5 separate regions of the Mus musculus genome follow, and regions 1, 2, 3 and 4 are each linked to region 5. The links are chromatin contacts, called in public promoter capture Hi-C maps. All regions are on one chromosome and are shown on one strand. The core of a region is the stretch at or near the end of the contact, and the rest is flanking DNA. Distances in the headings are between cores, read along the strand shown. Region 1 holds the start of Ap5s1 (adaptor-related protein 5 complex, sigma 1 subunit). Region 2 holds the start of Pank2 (pantothenate kinase 2). Region 3 holds the start of Mavs (mitochondrial antiviral signaling protein). Region 4 holds the start of Cdc25b (cell division cycle 25B). Region 5 holds the start of Gfra4 (glial cell line derived neurotrophic factor family receptor alpha 4).

Region 1 (2,700 bases), core at 156-2,655, 170 kb after region 5:
GTGCCTGGCTCTCAGCTCCCTTTAAATTCAAAATTCAAGGCAGGCAGATGGATCTCTGAGGATCTCAAAAAGAGAAAGAAAGAGAGAGAGAGAGAGAGAGAGAGAGAGAGAGAGAGAGAGAGAGAGAGAGAGAGAGAGAGGAAGAAGGAAGAATTCAAAGTAAATTATTACTTCAGTGGGTTTGCTAGATGGCCAGGCACATTGCTAACATGAAGTAGACACTGTTAGGCTGGCTGCTTTTGACCATGTCTGAGGTGGCATGCACGCATGTTTCCAGGGACCCAACAGACTCTCTGAAGCAAAGGTCAAAAGAGGCCAATGGCCACAGGGCAAGTATCTCCCAGGGCACACCCACATCAGGTGAGCCCTCCAGTTCTGCCTGCCTCCAGCACTGACCAGGGAAGTCATCTGTTGTACCACCTCTGCCTGGGTCCCCCACTGTCCTCCAGGGTACTGGCTCAGTGCATTCTTCTCCCCACATCCCACACAAGATTAGTAGTTTCCAGTGGTTTTGGGACTTGATATGGACTGTCTGAACAGTGAAGAGAGGCCAGGATATCATGCTCTCAATGCCAAGTGGCCCCCCAGCTGCCACAGACCTCTCTGCCAGTTCTTTGCTACAATCTGCTGGCAGACATGAGGCCTGGCCCAGAGTGATAGGGACCGGGGACAAGGAACTTCTGCCAAGAATGGAGCAAACATAACTCCCTAGCTCTCTGATTGAGACACCACTCTGCCTGGACCCATCCTTTTGTATTGCATCTGAGATCGAAACACTCGCAGCATATGCAGTACCAGTCCCCTGAAACTGCCCTAGTTCTTATGGCCTAGAGGGTTCAGGATGCAGTCCTTAATGAGGGGCTTTCTTCAGAACCCCTGCCTGGGCCACTCAAATCTTTCTTTTTGTCCTCAGACACTAGTCAAGTGACTGTAGACCTGCCTTAGAAAGCCTAAGGAATTCCCATGCCTTTCAGAGTTAAAGGAATGTGTGTGTCCCAAACACCTCTTGGGCCATTGGTTCAAATGTAAACTCATGACTGCGTTTCAGCAGGCAGACTTCTGCTCCTGCAATTCGGTCATTACTACTGCACAGAGCTTGGCCTGAGGACAGCCGAGCGGAGGCTTCCTTGGACAGTTCCGCGCACGCCGCCGGGGTCCTCAGCGCCCCCTGGCGGTCGCCCTCGCAGTGGCCAGGCCGCAGCTGATCAAGGGCTTTCTAGCGCCTTCAAAGAAGCTTTCCGTAGCCATGAGCCCTCCAGGGCGCCCCCGCAGCCGAGGGGATCGGCTGGTCAGAAGCGTGTACGTCCTCGGGAAGTCGAGGACCACGCCGGGACCACAGGCCCATGGCTGAACTACAAACCCCAGAGTTCAGCGCGCCGCTGCTGCCCGCGCGAGGCAGTGACGCAACTGGGGCAGATAGTGGGAGGAGGACGTGGTGCCCTGGGGTAATGACGCGCTCAGCTGGCGGCAGAAGGGTGACCAGAGGTCAAAGTCTGCAAATCTAGGTTCCCTTCCTGAAGCGGGCTTGCTAAATTTCCTGTTGGGTAACTTTGAATTCTTGGTCTGTTTAGCTTTAGCTGTGGCTAAACACTGTTTCTCCTCAGCCTTGAGACCGGGGGCTGCCACTCTCGCTTTGCCCAGAGCGGCCAGGCTCTCTCTCTGTGTATCTGTGGCTGACTTGAATTCCTGATTCTCTTGCCTCCGCCTCCCGAGGGTTGGGATTTCAGGTACGTGCCACCACGTCTTTCTTTTTGAAATGATTTCGGTTATCTCGGTAGATCCCTTTGGGTAAGGTTTGCCCCGCTCACTCTGTCCCAGCCGATGTGAATCGGTTGCAGATGCGGCATTTTAGAGGTATTTTCTTGAGTGTTTCCTAAAACAAAGACATGTTCCTGCATTCAAAACCAAGTGTCACTGATGAAGACTCCCCTCTCACACTCCATACTAAAAGTTGTCTCAATGGAGCCCGGTATGGAGGCTGGGTTATTTTGTTCCGGGAGCAGACTTGGCATTCAGCTGTGGTCTCTGATTTTTTTTTTTTTAGTTCTCAGTTTTTCCTGCACTCGCATGACCCGTATGCATTTGGAGATTCCCTGACAGTTTTGCAGAAGTAGGTTTAGCGACATAGGAGATATGTCCAGCTATGGATGGCCCTTGTTCTGTGATGCAGAGCAGGCACTAGATTATTCAGAGGCTAGGCAGATCTAGATGGTGATCGCTGTCTAGCCACACAATCTCTGGACACACTCCCAGGCCACACCCCTCATTAGGGTGCCTCCTTAGCAGGGGATTCACTTTCACCATCTAGGTCTCTGGCTTTCCTGGAGCACCCACCCTGGAGCTATGGTCCACGCTTTCCTCATCCACACTCTGAGGGCCCCGAATTTGGAAGATACAGGCCTTTGCCGAGTGCTCTATTCCTGTGTCTTTGGTGCTGAGAAATCACCCGATGATCCACGGTCACATGGTGCAGAAAGGGACAGGCTCTTCCGCAAGGAACAGATTTTGGCAGTGGCCAGGTAATCACACAGCCCAGCTCCAAGCTTCATTGAACACAGAGGTAGTAATAAGGGACACTGGAATAGGACAGGCAAACAGGAAGACCAAAAATCTGAATGTTTCCCCCAGTTGTCCTCCATTGTTTATAAAGTATCACTATGAAGAGGAGCTAAAGAAAGAATGTTATTATCATGGTAGTTA
Region 2 (2,700 bases), core at 98-2,597, 220 kb after region 5:
AAGTTACAGAGGGTTGTGAGCCATGTGGAAGCTGGGAATTGATTCCTGGTCTTCTGAAGAGCAGTCCTACTCTGTTATGGGCATTCCTGATTTTTGTTAGATCCAGTGTGTGTGTGTGTGTGTGTGTGTGTGTGTGTGTGTGTGTTCCTGCGGAAGCTGGAATTTCAAGTTAGGAAATAAGGTTTCCAGAGTTAATTCTACACTGTGGGGTACTAGTTTGGAGCAAGTATGGGAGTGTTTTTCAGCATTCACAAGAGAAGCTCAGGCCGGAACTATTAGTGAGGGAGTAAGTTAGAAGGTAAGAGGGCTGTTATTCAAGGGACATTATCTCCTCCCAAGAAAGGTACTTAGGAAATTGTGAGAAAGCCTCAGTCACTTAAAATTGAGGGACTGAGGGAATGCTTCAGGGGTATATCTGGGTGGGATATCAAGGGTTAGGGCACTTGGGAAGGGCAAACGATTTAAAAAAAAAATCCATCTTCTGTAAAAACCCAGGGGTCTGGAGCTATGGTTCAGTGATTAAGAGCATTTGCTGTTCTTGCAGAGGTCTGGGTTAGATTCCTGGGATCCATATGGGGAAATCCCTCGATTTCTTCTGCCCTCAGCGACCATCAGGCACACACCAGGGTCACAGACATACATGCATGAAAAATGCTCAAACACATTAAAGAAAAACAAACAAACAAAAACCCCAACAACAACAACAACCCCAACCAACCTAACTTCCAAGCCTTCATACTGCCTTCTTCAGGAAGGGGAGTAGGTGAAGGATTTAGAATCCACCTCCTCCCGCCAGTTGTCATGGAGACAAACCTCAGTCTTTTCATTCCTTCTGGTACTGGGAATGAAGTCATAGCACAAAGGAAGAGACGGTGCTTGTACTTTGTGGACTGTAGTGTGGCTCCTACTGCAGCTATAGAACCAGACCCGGGGACAAAGGCTAAGGTTAGTCGCAGCTCAGAGTCCTTCCTTCTGTTAACACTTCTCAGTAGCTTCGGGGGCTCTATTGGGCGGGAGGAAGGAGTGATTCGTGAACAGAGAAGAGATAGTAGACTCCCTGGAGTTCTAGGGAATAGGGGAGCAGCTTGGCCACCGCTCTCGCGGATGCACAAGAGAGGGCGCCCCTCACTCAAATCCTTTGGGCCCCTCCACGATCGCTCCCAGCCTGCGCTGACCCCGCCTTCATCCGTCCAGAGTGCCTGTCGTTGGATGGTGGCGCGGTCTCTTCGGCTGGAGTCTGGGAGCCTATTGGACAAGACCTCTGGAACCCGCCCCTAGCCAGCTCGGATTGGCTAGCTGCACGTTGGCGCAACGGAAAAGGCGGCAGCCGGCGTGCGCCTGCGCTCCAGCGGGCTGCGCGGAGGCGGCAAGGCGGCGCTGGGGGGCTGGCTCGGGCGGCAGCGGCGGCTGTTGCGGATGGGAGCGGGCCGGTTTGGCGCGCCTATGGAGCGCCAGGGCAGGGCTGCCGCCACCTCAGCCGCGGTCGGCGAGTCTGCGGACTCGGAAGCGCGGAGGCGGGACCCGCTGAGGCGCCGGGCGAGTAGCGCGGCGCCGTCGGGGTCCGGGGAGGCGGAGAGTGTGAGACGGGAGCGGCCCGGCTCTCTAGGCGGCTCCACCTCGGCCGGCCGCCCGCGCGCCGAAGGCCTCCGGAAGAGGCGGCCGCGTAAGTGCCCCGGCACGGCCGTCGTTGTTTGCGCGCCGGCGGTGCCCGCGCGAGGGCTCCCCGCCACTTCCTCCCTGTCCCCTGGGGTGTTCTTTTCCTGAGACTCCCTCTTTTTTTCTTGAGAAGGCTCCTCCTCTCCCAAGTCCCTTTGAATCATCCATCGCGCTCACAACTGAAGCCTTTTCTATGGTGATTAATTTGGAGGTTGCTAGAAAATGCCCCTGAGGCGCAGCAGGCCCAAAACTCGACTCTGGGCTCGATACGCTTCTAAGCTTTGCTCGGTTTTCTTCCCGAGAGAATTCAGGTCATCTCGCATCCAGAGGTTTTCCCCCGTTTCCCTTCCGTTAGTTCACGGGAATTCCGGTTTCAGCCATAGCATTCTGGGCAGTAAAGCCTTTTCTTTGGAAGGGAGTCGACCTGTTCCTCAGTTACTCTTAAGCCTAGGGAGTTACTCTTTTCAGAGAATCGGGTTCTCATTTTATTACCAATTTGTGTTTCTTGTCTTGTGTGTTTTCTCCCCTTTAAAGCCTTTAGGGCTGTTGTCTAGCATCCACGACTACTGCTGAAAGTGTCAATTGTCCTAATACTGTAATAGGAACTTTTCAGCATAGCTGTCTGTGTTTTACATGTGGTTAAGACCTGGATATCAGATTACGGTATGAGGAAGGTAAATGCTGAGTGCAGGCAGGCTATGAGAATTACGGGAAGTGGCTTGATGTGTGAGGTCTGTTGGATAGTCCGCGCCCAGCCCTACCTGCTCACCCCCACCCCAGTTGCTTTTATCGATGATTTGAGCGATTGGATGTAGCTCTGTTTTGCCATGGAAGGTTTGGAGGATGTATGTATGTATGTATGTTTAGTACTTTATATCACTATATGTATATATTTTTTTTTTCTTTTCTCGACTTGTAAGAGATTTTATAATACCAGCCACTTGGGAGGTGGAGGCAGAGGAATATGAAATTTAAGACCCTGTCCTAAAAGAAAAAAGGAAAACGGATTTTCAAAGAGTTCCTGTTGTAGAATCGTTTGCTTGA
Region 3 (2,700 bases), core at 10-2,509, 190 kb after region 5:
GCCCCTCTACAGCACCATGTCTGCCTGCTATGGTGCCTACTTCACCTTGCTTCCTGCCATGACCACATTGAACTAAACCTCTGTACTGTAAGCAAATGCCAATTAAATTTTCTAAGAGTTGCCATGCTCATGATGTCTCTTCATAGCAACGGGAACCCTAACTAAAACAAACAGTAATAAAATCTAATTTCATTCAAAGAGTTCCAGCATGGTGGCAGCTCTAACCTCAGTGCTCCCTTAGGCTTGTCTTTAAAACTGTATTAGATAGGAGATTATAGCATTAAGTATGTCATTGATGCATTTTTCAGCTTTTTTCCTGTTTTATATTTATGATGGGAGGGGTGATAAATGCCAATGCTTTTTGGAGTTAGTTCTCTTTCCATTATGCAGATTACAGTGGTCAGACTCAGATCTCTGGCTTGGCAAAAAGTGCCCTTACCTGCTGAGCCATCTCACCAGCCCCAGTTGATATATTTTTACATGTGCTCCAGCTGCGTACTCTCCACCTACATCGAGTTATAAGACATTTCTACCATCTAGCCGTGCTGAGGTAACTGATTTCTTTTTAACTATGTTCGTTTTTTACTTCTGGTTGAAAGAATTGACTGGAAGCGAAAAGCTTTCGTTCCTTTGTCTCTGTAAGCCAGTGGAGGTCAGAGGAGTCGGGTTACCCTGGTGTTGGAGCTATAAGCGGTTGTAGCTTGGTGCATATCCCCAGATAGATGCAGTCTTTTGCTGCATCCTGTTCCTACCAGCCCAGCTGGTGTCATCTGGCTAGGCACTCATGTCCCTATGACATTTTGTGCGACACTACGTTTATGGAGCACTGGAGACATAGGAGCAGATCACATGAAGACCCTCTCTCCTCCAGTACTTGGCTAGAAGATCTGCTTTGCCTGAGGAATGGAACGGAATCTAAGAACTGCAGTTTTCTGGGTATCTGGACTTCCCCTGAAAAGTGTTCTAGACTAAGCAGGAAGAAACAATCTCCCTAATGCACCTGCAGGAAATCAGAAGAGACCTCAAGCAAGGCCTGCGGGGCACCAGCCGCTAGACCAGCCGCTCCGGAACATCAGGACTCATCCACTGGCCCTGCGACCGGCCTAGCTCAGCTCCGCCCAGGCATCCCCAGCCCAGCCAACAGCCGTACTTCCAACTCTATCACAGTCTGGCTCTGCCAGGCCAATGACTGCGCTTCCGATCCCGCCCCTCCTCCCCACGCCTGACCAATAGCTGCGTGGCTGGCTTCGTCCCGCCCCCTTCATCTGCGAGGGCTCTGCACAGTCGAACGCGGTCAACCTGTTGCCTAGTCTGGTTTCTCTTGGTAAGTTTGCAGCCTGGGCGTCGGTGCTCAGGACTCTGTGTTCACTGAGATCCTTCAGGGAGGGAACCTTGGCTAGGGCCAGTTACGCCTGGGAGTCCGCATGGGCGCCCTGGGCCTGGGCGCGTGGGGTCGGAGAGGCTCCTGAACTAGGGGAGAATGAGGTCGGCCACACACGGATTCGCGACCCCGGCAGTTCCTTGATCCGCATCCAGCACCTTTAGCAAGCAGGTAGGTGGTGCCGAGAGTTTGCCCAGGCTGGACAGAAAGAACCTCGGAGTGCCCCCTGCTTCTCCCAGGCCCTGGTGACTCGAGCGAGGCCTGGCTACGAGCAACGACCTGTGGCAGCCGCGCCAGGGAGTAGGCCTGCCAGTCCGGGCTACGGCCTGATCCTGGATCTGGGCAGTTGCAGGCAATAACATCTGTTCAAAACAGCCTCCCTGCACTTGGAGACCTGAGTCCCGACAGGAATCTAGTCCGAGGCCAGGAGACTTGTCCCTCGGGAGTGTGGATATTTATTTCCACGACCCGGACAGAAGCTCTGTGGAAGTCAGGTCGGAAGCTTTGCTGTGTCCAGGACACTCTTGCCACCTCCCTTTCTGTTATAAGAAAGGGTCTGATATAAGAAAGAAGTTTGAGGAAAAGGATGAAATCAAAAGAAAGCAGAAAACAATGTTCTTTGGATACCGGGAAGCTTCAAAAACTTGAAGGGCATTCAGCCTCGATCTCAGAACTCAGGTGAATGTCAGTAAGGGCAGCATTGATGCCAGTTGTGTCTGAGAGACTTTTATGTCTTCAAAGAGCCTAAATGCTGCATCTTCTCACCCTATAGTCACATCCCCAGGCAGTGACCTTGGTGTAAAGAGGGGCTTTGTGGTTTTCCTGCTGCAGGGACCTCTATGCTGTTAGGTCATGGCAACAAGTCTGGGTACAAATTCCACACTGCAGGTCAGCCGTGTAGCTTGGTATCACTTCCTCTCTTGTGATTGTGTTAAAGGACATAAGTAAAAGGACCTCAGGCTGCCTCTGTTAACAGAGAACCTTCGAGAAATGAATAACTGTGAGCTTCCTCTGCTTTTGGTGGGGCTCCATGCCACTCCCCGCCCCCAGGCTGCATTCAGAGTTGTGGTTGGACTGCAGAAAACCAATAATTTGACTCCCTCATCGTCACATCTTTCTAGGTGACCTGGGAAAGGGGGAGGAAGGGTTTCATCAGGCTGGCCTCTACAGAGGCCTCATTTTTCATCCCCTGAAGGCTCAACAGACCTCAATCTTATCTCCTTGATCTCCCAGCCTTCCATCCTTAGCTCTTTGTAGGAATGTAGCATTTGGTAGTTAGCAGTGGCAGAGGTCACTAGGCAGAACTGGCACCCCGCCTC
Region 4 (2,700 bases), core at 90-2,589, 140 kb after region 5:
GGTTTTGAAAATACAATCCTCAGAGCGATTTTATTCCAGGTCTTTGGAATGGAAGACCTTGTGGGGTCACATTTCTCTCCCTGTGCTGGCACTAAGGGCTGTAGGTCTGGACCTTGTCCTTTGACAGGAATAAGAAATGGGTCCCCAATAGCAGTATATAAGTTCCTAACATAGCACAGGAACTGGGCAAAATGTTGAAAGAAAAGAGCGGTCATGGCTCCTACTTTGGTCACTGCACTCAGGTGTGGCTAGTGTCGTCCTCCTTCACACACAGCTGAACCTCTTAGACCCCATCCCTACCCTTCATTACCCTTTTGCCATCCCTACCTGGTGGTGGTTAAAACAGTGAAGGCTGCTCTCAGCTCCTACATCCTGTACTGCACCCCACAACCCGTCCCAGAAGCCACACCTTCACTGCAGAATTTGAAAAAGTTCTCAACTGCCCACTAGGTCCTTCCCAGCTCATTCCAGGAAAACAGACTCAGCTGCAAGGTGATTAGGTCATTAGAAAACGCTCATTGTAAACTAATAGCAAATTCAGCCTCTTTCACCTTCAAAGAAACACTAAATATGGTGCTATTAACCCCAAATTAGCCAAGTGGGTGTGAGATTTTTTTCCCCCTAGTTGGGTTCTCTGGTGGCATGTCCCAACTGTGTGTTGCAGAAATCATTGCCTAAATCTAAGCGTCTAATTCTCAGGAGAATAGGCTCAGTGGGGTCACATCTAAACTCTGGTGCCCCAGAACCCAGCAGTTCCACTGTGCCTCGCAAAGGGCTGCCAGCAAACGACTGCAGCTGCTCTGTGAGGTCCAGGGGCGATGACAGGAGGCTGCACCATCAGCGGAGTCCCTGAGGGAGCTTCTATGTCTCTGCCACTCAACCGAACCTGTGACCTTAAACGAGTTAAAGAGCTTTTCAACGCTGGGGTCTGTGAACTGGACAGGGAACGCAGTGCTCACAGCATACTTGGCAAACGTCCTGGGCTCAAGCAGAGCGTCGCACCGTCCCTTACTGATGAACGTGCATGATGGTAAACGTTGAGGGCTCCTTATGAGGCCACCTTAGGGGATGACTACTCCCTCTGAGGGTAGAGGGCTGCTCCCACCTCCAAACCCTGTTCCAGGAGGCAATATCCTGGAGGCCCAGGATTCTCGCGTCAATGGGAGCGGGCGGGGCCGGGGCGGTACGTGTGGGGCAGGGGGTTAACCCAACTCCCCGAGTCACCCTAAGAAGCCAGGCGAGCAGAAGTAGCTGGTCCAGCCTCAGCCTCAGCCCCGCCCTTGGTCCCGCCCTCCCGGAACCGGCGCCCCCATTGGTGGCGTCTGGCGGCGCTGCCGCTGTTATTTTTCGAATATATAAGGAGGTGGAGGTGGCAGCTGCCCAGCTCGGCGTCCTCCCCTCCCTTCCTCCCCACATCCCTCTCCTCACTCCCAGGCCCATTGCTCTTCCTCCCTCCCTTCCCTCCCTCCTTCCCCTCACCCCAGGCTCACTCTCGGAGCTGAGCCAGCTGGGTCGGCGTCTGCTGGCCGCTGTACTGTGGCCCTCTAGCTAGCCTTTGCCCGCCCCGCCACGATGGAGGTACCCCTGCAGAAGTCTGCGCCGGGTTCAGCTCTCAGTCCTGCCCGCGTGCTGGGTGGCATTCAGCGGCCGCGCCACCTCTCGGTCTTTGAGTTTGAGTCTGATGGCTTCCTGGGGTCTCCGGAGCCTACAGCTTCCTCCTCTCCGGTTACCACTCTTACACAGACCATGCACAACCTCGCTGGGCTCGGCAGGTAGGATGCCCCAAGGGAGCTGGGTGTGGTAGTGGAATGGGAGGCCCGGATCAGGAGAGACTAGGCACCAGAGCTTAGAAGTGCAGAACTCCAACCCCTTTAGCCTTGTTTCAGTGACATGGGACGAGTGTGCTCTATGCGACTTACACCCTCGATATGAACGTCTAAGGATCATTTACCTCACTGCTCCTTCATTGTGCCTCCTGCACACTATCCTTAGGCAGAGGACCATGAGGTTGGCATAGAAGTGGGTCTTAAAAGGTTGTGCCCTGCTCTTTGAAAGCACCCAGTATCTGCCTAAGGCTTAAACTGACAAAAGACTGACCACCTCCTTAACCGTGCCTGTGGGGTCCCAGGTGGGTGGTCCAGCTGCACTAGAAAGCCAGGTCTTGCTTAGCTGTTGCCTCCAGGAAAACGCTGGATAGGTGAGGATGTGACAAGCAGGAGAATGGTCTACAGAGCTTCTGGACTGTCTCCTGCCCATCCTCCTCGCTCTTCCAGACCCTTAGAAGGGTCTTTCCTGAACCAGTCAAACCAGAGAAGACGCTCCTGGGCCTCAGTGGAATGAAAATCTTTGACCTGAGATACAGGCTAGTCCTAGGATCACCTCTCCGTGATAATGGGCCTGTCATAGTTAGGGAATACATGGGAGCATGGACCCATCAGCTTCCAAATCCAACATCCATTTCTTTTTCTCCTCCTCTGTGCCTCTTCTCCTTTCCTAGTGAGCCTCCAAAAGCTCAAGTAGGAAGCCTGTCGTTCCAGAACAGGCTGGCAGACCTATCCCTGTCCAGGCGCACCTCTGAGTGCTCCCTGTCATCTGAGTCCTCAGAATCTTCGGATGCAGGTAAGGTCCAGGGCCCCTAGTAGGGGTCCCACACACCACCACCACCACCACCACCACCACCACCACCACCAGAAGAGATCC
Region 5 (2,700 bases), core at 35-2,534:
CACAGGCGGCTGCGCTCGCAGCGCTCCAGGGGCTCCAGGCAAGAGGGCGGCACCAACCCCGGGCCGGAGAACGCGCAGGCGGGCGCGAAAGTCTGGCGCCGGCGCTCGGCGCACGCGGAGCCTTCGCAGCCGCAGAAGAGCAGCGCATGCGTGAGCGCCGGAGGCCCACGCGCGAAGAAGCGGCGCAGGGCTCGGCGGCAGCGGGAGCGCACGCAGCCCCCGGGTCCCGGCCTGCCCCCGGGCGCTGCCCGGCCCAGGCATCGTGCCACGTACTCAGAGCGCAGCTGCTGGCACCGCTCGTCTGCTGTACACGCCTCGGCCGCGTCCACGCAGCGATTCCCGTCGGTAAAGCTCGCAGACCCTGGTGAAGGGCGGGCAGGCTGCAGTCCTCCGTGCTTGGTTCTCCACATTCCACACCCTTGAATTTTTGGGGAAGGGGTACCCAAACCCAAGGGGAGAGAGTGTGGCCCATAGGCGTGACCCGTTGATCTTGAAGAAGGGGCATGAGCAGGCACTAGGGATATCTATCTACCCAGGATGTGAATGGATGCAGTATTCAGAGATTGGGCCTGACCTTTCCCCAGAAGCTGAGGTTCAGCCTCCACCACCATCTCCAGAAATGGCCCATGCATCCACAGAGGGGCTACTGGGCCCCTACTATCCTCCCCAGCTCTGCCTGACAGGACACTGAGGCTTAATGGACACATTAATCATAGCACTCCCCATTCTCCTCTTGACACGCGGATGGTCCCTTCTCTGACACATGGAAACCCCGTGAGTATATCTACAGGTTTCTGGCCCTCCTCCCATCCTGACCTGTGCCTCCTGACCCCTGTCCACATGCTTCTTTATTGGTCTAACTCAGCTCAATGAGAGGGACTCTGGCTCCGGACCACAGAAGGGGATTGTGAGCATTGGATTCTCGACAGGTATTGTATATTGAACAGCACATTCAGACCCTGGCTTCCAGAAGTAGATTCAGACAGACCAGACCCCTGATGGCAGACCGTCCTGAGACAGACCTGACCGTTTATCAGTAGTTTCAGTGAAGACTTATATAACTTATGTCACAGATGACAACCCATTCCGGGGAAAGAGAATGCCTGCCTCTGTTGGAGTAGCAGCTGTGTCCGAACTTGCCAGTGGACATACGTAAATCCAGCCAAGTCACCAAATTCAGGTTTATGACACTTCCTTTTCCCACCTTCTTACCTCTCTGGCTTCCCAGACCCAGGAAAATCGCCTGACCTGGCCTCTCATCCATCAAATGTGCTCTTCTCAACATGGCGTGTCTCTGCTCTAAGAGCCACCATGAATCAGTAGGGGACTCCCAAGAGCAGGAGCTCTGAGGACCACATTTGGTCAGGGGGAGGAAAGGAAAAAGAAAATCCCCGGGGCACAGGTATCAAGGCTAGATTTGGGAAGGGTGGCTCAGCTGAATGGGAAGATGGGGTACAAGGCATTGCACAGCGGGGGTGGCATATTGCGACAGATCCTCGGCCACAAAGCACAAGCCAATTTTGAGCATCCCTTCAGCAACCCAGCCTTTTCTTTGGTCACTTTTACAATCCCACCTTGTCCCTGATGGTTAGGGCTAGAGAGGGCAGGGGCCAGGGCCAGGGCCAAGGAGGAGACAGGCTCTCACCCAGCAGCAACAACAGCAGCAGTGCAGACTCCATGCAGTGGGCCATGACGATTGGCAGAGAGAGCCCCAGTTGGACAGATGTCTCTTCCTAGGACCAGCTAAGCCTGGAAGGCAGCAGGCACCTGCTGACAGGTGCACTCCCAGCTTTAGAGAGGAAATAACATCCTGCTCTCTTCACTCTGTCTCCACCCCCGGACAGCACCTTCAGGTGGATCCAAAGTCACTAAGCCAGGGCCTGAAGTTACTGGATAGATCCAGAGTACTGGACTGCCTGCTGTGCACAAGCCATTGGCTCCTAGTGGGAACAGTTAGTTTCTCCTGGGGACAGGGGTAGGGGAACTTCTTGAGACTCAAAAATTAAGCAAGAATTAAACCTCTCAAGTCCAGAAGAGCTGAAACATGTGAGATTCACAAGGCCTCTCCTCAGGGTTACAGGCAACGGCTGAAAGAAGACATCCCAGCAGGCAGGCTACCCGCCAGCCCTGCACTGCTCTAGGCTCACCACCCATGTCTAAGTGGGTGATTTTTGACAATTATACCCCTGTAAGTAATTCCAATAAACTCAAATAATGAGTAAAAATAATAATAACAAATTCCCCCCAAATAAGTATTTGCCAAGTTGAACTTTGATGGATTTATTTCTCTGGCCCAGTGTCAGTTGCCTGTCTAAGATGAAGAGGCATGTGTGTTGTCTCTCCTCAGGAAGCCTCTGACAAGGCATGCACTCACCACACAGGCACATGCACACATACACACACACACACACACACACACACACACACACACACACACACACACGTGGGGTTGCTACACTCAGCTTTTAATGGTTTTGCTGGGGGTTGAACTCGGGTTCTCATGCTTGTGTGGAACTTCACCAATGATGTCATCTCCCCAGGCCCTCTGCACCAGGAACCTTGGTGTTAACCAGGGTCATTCTGTGGGAAAGGGAAAGAATTGACTGCCCAGGAAAAACAGACCAAACAAGAGGCCGTCGGGAACCATTTTACAGAGCACGAGTTGACATCTAACTCCAGGATAGGAAGGGTAACCAAGAG

Evidence for each region. Promoter capture Hi-C pulls out the DNA fragments that hold promoters and counts their contacts. Capture Hi-C pulls out chosen DNA fragments and counts their contacts.
Region 1: a promoter capture Hi-C map of adipose tissue shows a contact between it and region 5. The contact joins the promoter of Ap5s1 here to the promoter of Gfra4 in region 5. A contact is called at or near these places in 12 of 39 promoter capture datasets (the 3T3-L1 cell line, 3T3-L1-derived adipocytes, the C10 cell line and 8 more), 2 of 484 Hi-C or Micro-C datasets (bone marrow-derived macrophages and embryonic stem cells), 7 of 115 datasets of contacts at active chromatin or transcription factors (astrocytes, bone marrow-derived macrophages, differentiating embryonic stem cells and 3 more) and 2 of 9 other capture datasets (adipose tissue and pancreatic islet).
Region 2: a contact with region 5 is called in a promoter capture Hi-C map of the HPC-7 cell line. The contact joins the promoter of Pank2 here to the promoter of Gfra4 in region 5. A contact is called at or near these places in 22 of 39 promoter capture datasets (the 3T3-L1 cell line, 3T3-L1-derived adipocytes, the C10 cell line and 15 more), 5 of 484 Hi-C or Micro-C datasets (the HL-1 cell line, the HPC-7 cell line, bone marrow-derived macrophages and 1 more), 7 of 115 datasets of contacts at active chromatin or transcription factors (bone marrow-derived macrophages, embryonic stem cells, extraembryonic endoderm stem cells and 2 more) and 4 of 9 other capture datasets (adipose tissue, liver, macrophages and 1 more).
Region 3: a contact with region 5 is called in a promoter capture Hi-C map of embryonic stem cells. The contact joins the promoter of Mavs here to the promoter of Gfra4 in region 5. A contact is called at or near these places in 13 of 39 promoter capture datasets (the 3T3-L1 cell line, 3T3-L1-derived adipocytes, the C10 cell line and 9 more), 2 of 484 Hi-C or Micro-C datasets (bone marrow-derived macrophages and embryonic stem cells), 9 of 115 datasets of contacts at active chromatin or transcription factors (astrocytes, bone marrow-derived macrophages, craniofacial prominence and 4 more) and 3 of 9 other capture datasets (adipose tissue, macrophages and pancreatic islet).
Region 4: a contact with region 5 is called in a promoter capture Hi-C map of macrophages, with 5 read pairs. The contact joins the promoter of Cdc25b here to the promoter of Gfra4 in region 5. A contact is called at or near these places in 12 of 39 promoter capture datasets (the 3T3-L1 cell line, the C10 cell line, the HPC-7 cell line and 9 more), 8 of 484 Hi-C or Micro-C datasets (the G1E-ER4 cell line, Sertoli cells, bone marrow-derived macrophages and 4 more), 13 of 115 datasets of contacts at active chromatin or transcription factors (the 230-238 cell line, the NIH/3T3 cell line, bone marrow-derived macrophages and 7 more) and 5 of 9 other capture datasets (adipose tissue, embryonic stem cells, liver and 2 more).

The regions. Positions count from the first base shown.
Region 1 is chr2:131,208,955-131,211,654 of GRCm38.p6, forward strand. It overlaps Ap5s1 (adaptor-related protein 5 complex, sigma 1 subunit), which reads left to right and starts at 1,406. Exons shown (of 3, transcript NM_001291031.1): 1 at 1,406-1,727; 2 at 2,309-2,519. The coding sequence starts at 2,344.
Region 2 is chr2:131,261,153-131,263,852 of GRCm38.p6, forward strand. It overlaps Pank2 (pantothenate kinase 2), which reads left to right and starts at 1,348. Exons shown (of 7, transcript NM_153501.2): 1 at 1,348-1,663. The coding sequence starts at 1,417.
Region 3 is chr2:131,232,804-131,235,503 of GRCm38.p6, forward strand. Mavs (mitochondrial antiviral signaling protein) reads left to right here and starts at 1,260. Exons shown (of 7, transcript NM_001206385.1): 1 at 1,260-1,324.
Region 4 is chr2:131,185,609-131,188,308 of GRCm38.p6, forward strand. It overlaps Cdc25b (cell division cycle 25B), which reads left to right and starts at 1,340. Exons shown (of 16, transcript NM_023117.4): 1 at 1,340-1,772; 2 at 2,498-2,619. The coding sequence starts at 1,573.
Region 5 is chr2:131,041,398-131,044,097 of GRCm38.p6, forward strand. It overlaps Gfra4 (glial cell line derived neurotrophic factor family receptor alpha 4), which reads right to left and starts at 1,285. Exons shown (of 6, transcript NM_020014.2): 1 at 1,213-1,285; 2 at 1-361. The coding sequence starts at 1,285.